2 separate regions of the Mus musculus genome follow, and region 2 is linked to region 1. Evidence: chromatin contacts called from public promoter capture Hi-C data. All regions are on one chromosome and are shown on one strand. Each heading gives the region's core, a stretch centred on a gene start, on an enhancer-like site or on the middle of the called end of the contact. The rest is flanking DNA. Distances are from core to core; before and after follow the strand shown.

The links. Promoter capture Hi-C pulls out the DNA fragments that hold promoters and counts their contacts.
Region 2: a promoter capture Hi-C map of pre-B cells shows a contact between it and region 1. The contact joins the promoter of Cr1l here to the promoter of Cenpf in region 1. A contact is called at or near these places in 1 of 39 promoter capture datasets (pre-B cells) and 1 of 484 Hi-C or Micro-C datasets (LSK cells).

The regions. Positions count from the first base shown.
Region 1 is chr1:189,686,627-189,689,442 of GRCm38.p6, forward strand. It overlaps Cenpf (centromere protein F), which reads right to left and starts at 1,460. Exons shown (of 18, transcript NM_001081363.2): 1 at 1,350-1,460.
Region 2 is chr1:195,130,151-195,132,966 of GRCm38.p6, forward strand. Cr1l (complement component (3b/4b) receptor 1-like) reads right to left here and starts at 1,420. Exons shown (of 10, transcript NM_013499.2): 1 at 1,038-1,420. The coding sequence starts at 1,155. Gm32313 (a long non-coding RNA gene) reads left to right here and starts at 1,294. Exons shown (of 3, transcript XR_865921.3): 1 at 1,294-2,808.

The sequences.
Region 1 (2,816 bases), core at 210-2,709:
ATATCCACCTTTCACCCCAGCACTTGGGAGACAGAGGCCAGTGGATCTCTGAGTTTGAAGCCAGCCTGGTCTACAGAGTGAGTTCCAGGCCAGACAGGGCTACACAGCCAACAAGTCAAAAAACAAAACAAAATAAAAGCAACAAAACATCTAGAGAGGCAATATAAGCAAGGGAATCCAGCAGGTTTATTTTCTAATTCAAAACCTACAAACAGCTATATTCATGTTTGTAGTCACACACTTTGTTGAGAGCAAGAAGATATTTACAAATGTAGTTAAGATAACTAAAGTTATATTTTATTATGCTGAGGATTAGTATACAGTATTTACACTTTAAATTTCTAATTACAGTCTTAACCCTATCTTCCCAGGGCTGCTCACCTGGGTGACATATTTTAGCTTGTCAGGTTCAGTTTTTTTTTTCCTTTTTATTATTATTATTTATTCATTCTACATCCTAATGGTAGCCTCCCCTTCTGCCTGTGATCCCAGTCCCATCCTCACAAACACCTTCCCTTCTCAGAGAGGGGAGGAGACCCCCTTGGATACCACCTGATCCTGGGACATCAAATTGAAGCAAGACTACACACAACCTTTCCCATTAAGGCCTTACAAGCCAACAGAAGTTTTTGATTTGAGGCTCCTGAGGGCAGATTATGGTGGTGTCTTCTCATATGTGCAGCGCAGAGCATTGTCTTAGTCTCCAATTATATACTGTTCACTGGGGATCATGGGGTTTTAGGATTGTTATTTGGAGTGAGTGATGTCAGAGTTTTGGTTATTAGTCTTGGGTGTTTAAAAGGCATTTTTTTTTACTATGTTCATTACACACTTATATACATTTTCTACCTCTCCTACACTTATATATAAATACATCACACCGATCGCCTAATTGCCATTAGGTGTTGACTGGGTACGGAACAACCTGTCAGCCACCTAAATCGGGTCACTAGAGCAAAAGTTGTAAAATCCGTAAATGTAAAAAATTAAGATTAAAGAGGCAGGGTCTGAGAAGAAGACTTTGAAAGATGAAGCAAAATCTCTGTGGTGACGGTGTAAAAGAACTTCCACCGAAAGTATGTCTTTAAAATGCGGAGGGCTCCGTTCATGGGCCCACCGCCCGCCTCAGGCCCTAAAGAGGGTCTGGCAGGTTTCTGCTGTTGTCCTCCGTCAGGATCCCCTGCCTCTCTGCCAGTGCTAGCTAGTTCTGGCTGCTGAGCACACAGCACAGCCTGGCACCCTGGCGACCCTAAGCCGCCAAGTGAGAAAGAAGCTTCTAGAAACCATGCGGGCCTCCGATGGGGGGCCGCGGGCGGAGGACGGGGGCCCCGAGGGGGGACGCTGCTCACCTGAGCTCCTCACAGAACCTGGCTCCGGGCTCTGCGAGCCCCGAGTTCCTCACCGCCGAGCTCCTCACACAGCGCACCGTTCCTCCCCGACCAGCACGAGCGATTCAAACTGCCCGCCGCCGCCGCCCCTCTTCCCTCCCGCTCACTTCCGGTCCCGCCCAGCTAGCCTCCACGCCCATTGGCCATGGCGAGAGGCTTTCGACCAGTCCTCACCCGGCTTCTCGGTGAGCCGCCTCTGATTGGCCCTTTTGGACGACTGTTTAAAAACAAGCAGAGCCGGCGGCGGAGCCTGCGCAGACGTCGGATGCACTGGCGTTGCCTAGAGACGGGCTCCGCACGCTGGGAGGAGCGGACTGCGGGTCTGAATGAGGGTTAAACCCTGAGCGGCTGGGCGGGCTTGAGGAGCAGGGTAAGGTGAGGTCTGTGCTGCGGGGAGGCCGCTCGCTCTAACCGTAGGACAAGCGTAAGGTGTTAGCTCTGAGGGGATTATTATTATAAAAGTTAGCTGCGAAGTTGATTATTACTTTAAAAGTTGGCGCGCACCTGCCATAGCAGCCCTGCGGAGGGCGTTTGGAGGACAGCCTGGCTATAGACAAGAGTCCTTGTCTCGAAAAGAAAAGAAGAGGGGAGGGGAGGCGGGGGGTGGGGGGGCGGATAACAGAGGCACAGTATAACAAATAATCTGAACTTGAATCTAGACATGCATGCAAAACTCAACTGCTGACCTCTCTGTCATCTCCATATTTTCAAAATCTGGATATGCGATTCGCATGGGTTGTGGTGGCTCACGCCGACAGGATTTACTGAATATGAGATCCGAGGGGAACACTTCATCAGATTCAAATATTCACAAGGCTCTTCTAAACTGAGTATACTGCTTCCACTTTCCTAATAGCACCTAAATGCCTAAATATTTTTCTTTAAAAGTAAATATCCATAGGAGGTATGGGATGTGATGCAAACGGAGGGTGGATAGGGGCGGGGGTATGGAATATGGAGTGTGGAAAATAAATTTAAAATAAAATAATTTTAAAAAAAGAAGTAAATATCCTTGGAATTGTAGAGGTGGCTCAGCAGTTGCTGCTCTTGCAGAAGACCTGGGTACAGTTCCTAACATCCACATAGTAGGTCACAACTATCTATAAATCCAGCTCAGGGAATCTGATTCCCTTTTCTGGGCCCACAGGCAACAGGTATGTAACGACATACGTGCTGGCAAAACATGCATGCACATAAAATTAAAACATAAAAATGCTCTCAGTTCCTCTTTCCTCTCCAGTGATCCCTCTCATTGTCTCTCTGCTCACATCCCATTTCTTTTTAGGGTCACTTAGTGCCCAGGGCTTATCCCAGCACCCAGTTTCCCCAGGAAGGCAGCTAAGAGTTACAGAGTCAGATGGAGACCAAAGCTGCTTTATCTTTGGCAGTTCTCTTTGCTATTCTGTAGCCAAAGACTACTTACTTTTA
Region 2 (2,816 bases), core at 170-2,669, 5.4 Mb after region 1:
CGGGGAAAAAATAATATAATTTAAAAAATGAAACTGCATTTCATTTTGTTAATGTACTTTCCAATACATATTTTGATTTAACTTCTAGACTCAGTTATTTTCTTTTAAGTCTTAGCAGCATTAATTATGTGGCAGAGAGAGTCAAATAATATGTAACCAATAACTATATGTTGGAAAAAAATCATTTTCATTTAACTTTGGAAATACAATAAAAAACAAACAATGCAAAAGACTTCAAGGAAGTCTTTCTCTTAGAAAGTTCTGATTAAGGAGAAAGGAAAGGGAAATTAGAACTTTCATGGTGGGTAAAATGGGCACTCTATTTTGTTCTTAACCATCAGTAAAATTTAATATGTAAATTCTACAGTCTTTTCTACTTGCAAATATTTCATTGCACCTTGAGGCTTGCTAGCTTTTCAAATCTTACCTTGGAGTGGGAGTGGAAGGACCTTCCTTAAAGTGGAAGCTCAAGGGAGTTAATGAGGATTTGGGGTGGGAGATAAAGTACACAGTCTCACTGTGTGAAAACTGTATCCCTGGGCCTGTTTGTCTAGGCCTTCGGAGAAAGTGCATAGGGAATGTCTCAAGATAGAAATAAATTAAGGAGCTGAAATTGGGTTAGATATTTGATGGCACCTATTAAATACCAATACCACGAAAGACATCAATATCTCCATTTCACAGATAAGGAAACACAAAAATATTAACTTTCCTCATAACCAAATTCTAGGATTAGAAATTGCATCTCTCAATATTCCTGCAACCCCCTGCTCCCCACACCGTTTCTCTCACTACATTCAGCACAGAAAAGCACAGCGTACAGCTAATAAAGACAAGCAGCTGGGAGACCACGCGTTCCTGCCGGCTGCGTACGACCCAAGATCTGGGTAGAGGGCGCCCCACGCTCACCCATGGGAAAGGGGCGCTGAGCACTCACAGGCAGCCCAGACCAGCGTTGGAGTCTGCGCAGAGCCTATTTACCGCGGGTTCCCGGTGAACCGTGTGTCCGTGCTTCCCCAGGCCTCCCCGCAGCTCACCCAAAGTAAATGGCAGCAAGAACAGCAGCAAAACTTCTAGCTTGACTCCTCCCCGGCCGAAGGCTACAAGGAGCCACACCGGATCCAGAGGCTCTGAACTCCGAGAAGAGACCTCCATTCCCCTCACACCGTTCTCAAACAACGTTTTACGGCAAATGGTGTAGAAAGCAGTCCCACCCAGAAATGGCGCTGGGTTCCGGAATAAAACTTCCTCTAGCTGGGCTAGGCGCGGTCTTGTTTACTCCAAGCCCCTGGGATTTCTGTGGAATTACCCTTGGGAGATTGATTCAGCAATGCAGAAACTGGTTCAATACCTAGTAGGTCAGCTCCAGGAAGTTTTCCACTTGCAGGAACCTTCGACTCCAAAGAAAACAAGGCATTATGGGAACTCGGTTTGCATATAGCCCGGCCTTACTCCTTTTAAAAATCTGCAAGGGTGGAGCCTAACCCTAATCTGCAACAGTGAGCTGACAGTTGCATACCCTGTCTAGTATACAGTAAGAACCTATTTCCTTATGATGAATTCGGATGTAACGTGCCGCTGGAAACAAAAAATGAAAGGTAAAAACCATAGCTCTCATCTTAAAAGGATTAGGAGTTTATTCTGAAGCCATTTTGAGTGATCATGACCCTGGAACAATGATATGGTCACCCCAAATTTCATGGAAGCAGTTTCATAAAGTTTTTGTGGTTTTACAGAGCAGAGAAAGTCACAAATTAAGGCAAGTTTAAAATATATTGTTGGGTACATACAAGAAGCAGGTAGTGGAAGCTTTTCTATAGGCTCAGGATGACTCTAATGGCACTCGGCTTTTGTATTGGTAGAAGCTAGTTGCCTGATAAGTCAGTAGATTCTAAAAGGTTGTTTGTGGTTTTGTTTGTTTGTTTGTTTGTTTGTTTTGTATCTATTGTATCATGATGTTAGTTCTGACTTAGCCCAAGATAAGGTAATTATTGGTCTCTGGACCAGCAAAATTGCAATCTCTCCAGAGTACTGAAATTCTAATCAGCCAATAGTCTTTGCAGAAACAGTTAACTTTCAGGAATTTCCTTTCACAGTCAGACGCAGTTTCTTTCCGGAAGTTTTTGTTCACAACCATGTCAGTGCTATTCAGCCTAGACCAGGATAGTGCAGTAATGAATCAGGGAGCGAAGCCAGGCCTTGCCATCATCCAAGTGAGATTTGATGGCAGATGAACAATTAATAAGTTTTCAGAAATGGAATAAACAGGATTTGCACTGAATTTTAATTCCTTTCTTAATACTAATGAGAGAGAGAGAGAGAGAGAGAGAGAGAGAGAGCCCTACTCAGAGATTGGTGGTAGTGCTTCTAGAAATAACAAATATAAAGAGCCAAGTTTGGGGAATAGAATTAAGAACTCAAATATTCCAAGAGAGAAATAGGACATGCGAACAAACATGTCCACATTCTGTTTTCAGAACCTGTGATAGGTACTTTATACGGCAGGAAAAGAAATGGCTAATTAAATTAAATCAAGAACATTTAAGTGGGGAGGTAATCCTGTCTGCCAAAGTGGGCTTAATAACCCTAAGGAACCTTACAGGAACATAGTCCTAAATCAGAGAGGAAGAACAATGAGGGCAGAGATCAAAGTTGCTGCCTCCAGAGAGCAAATGATAGCAGCCTCTAAAATGTGGAACAAATAAGCAGATTCTTCCCCGAAGCTTTCATATGGAACCAGTCCTGCTAGCACTTTGGATTTAGAATTTAAGTTATTCTCGAAAAAGTATGGAAGAAGTTATATTGCAGGTAAGTAT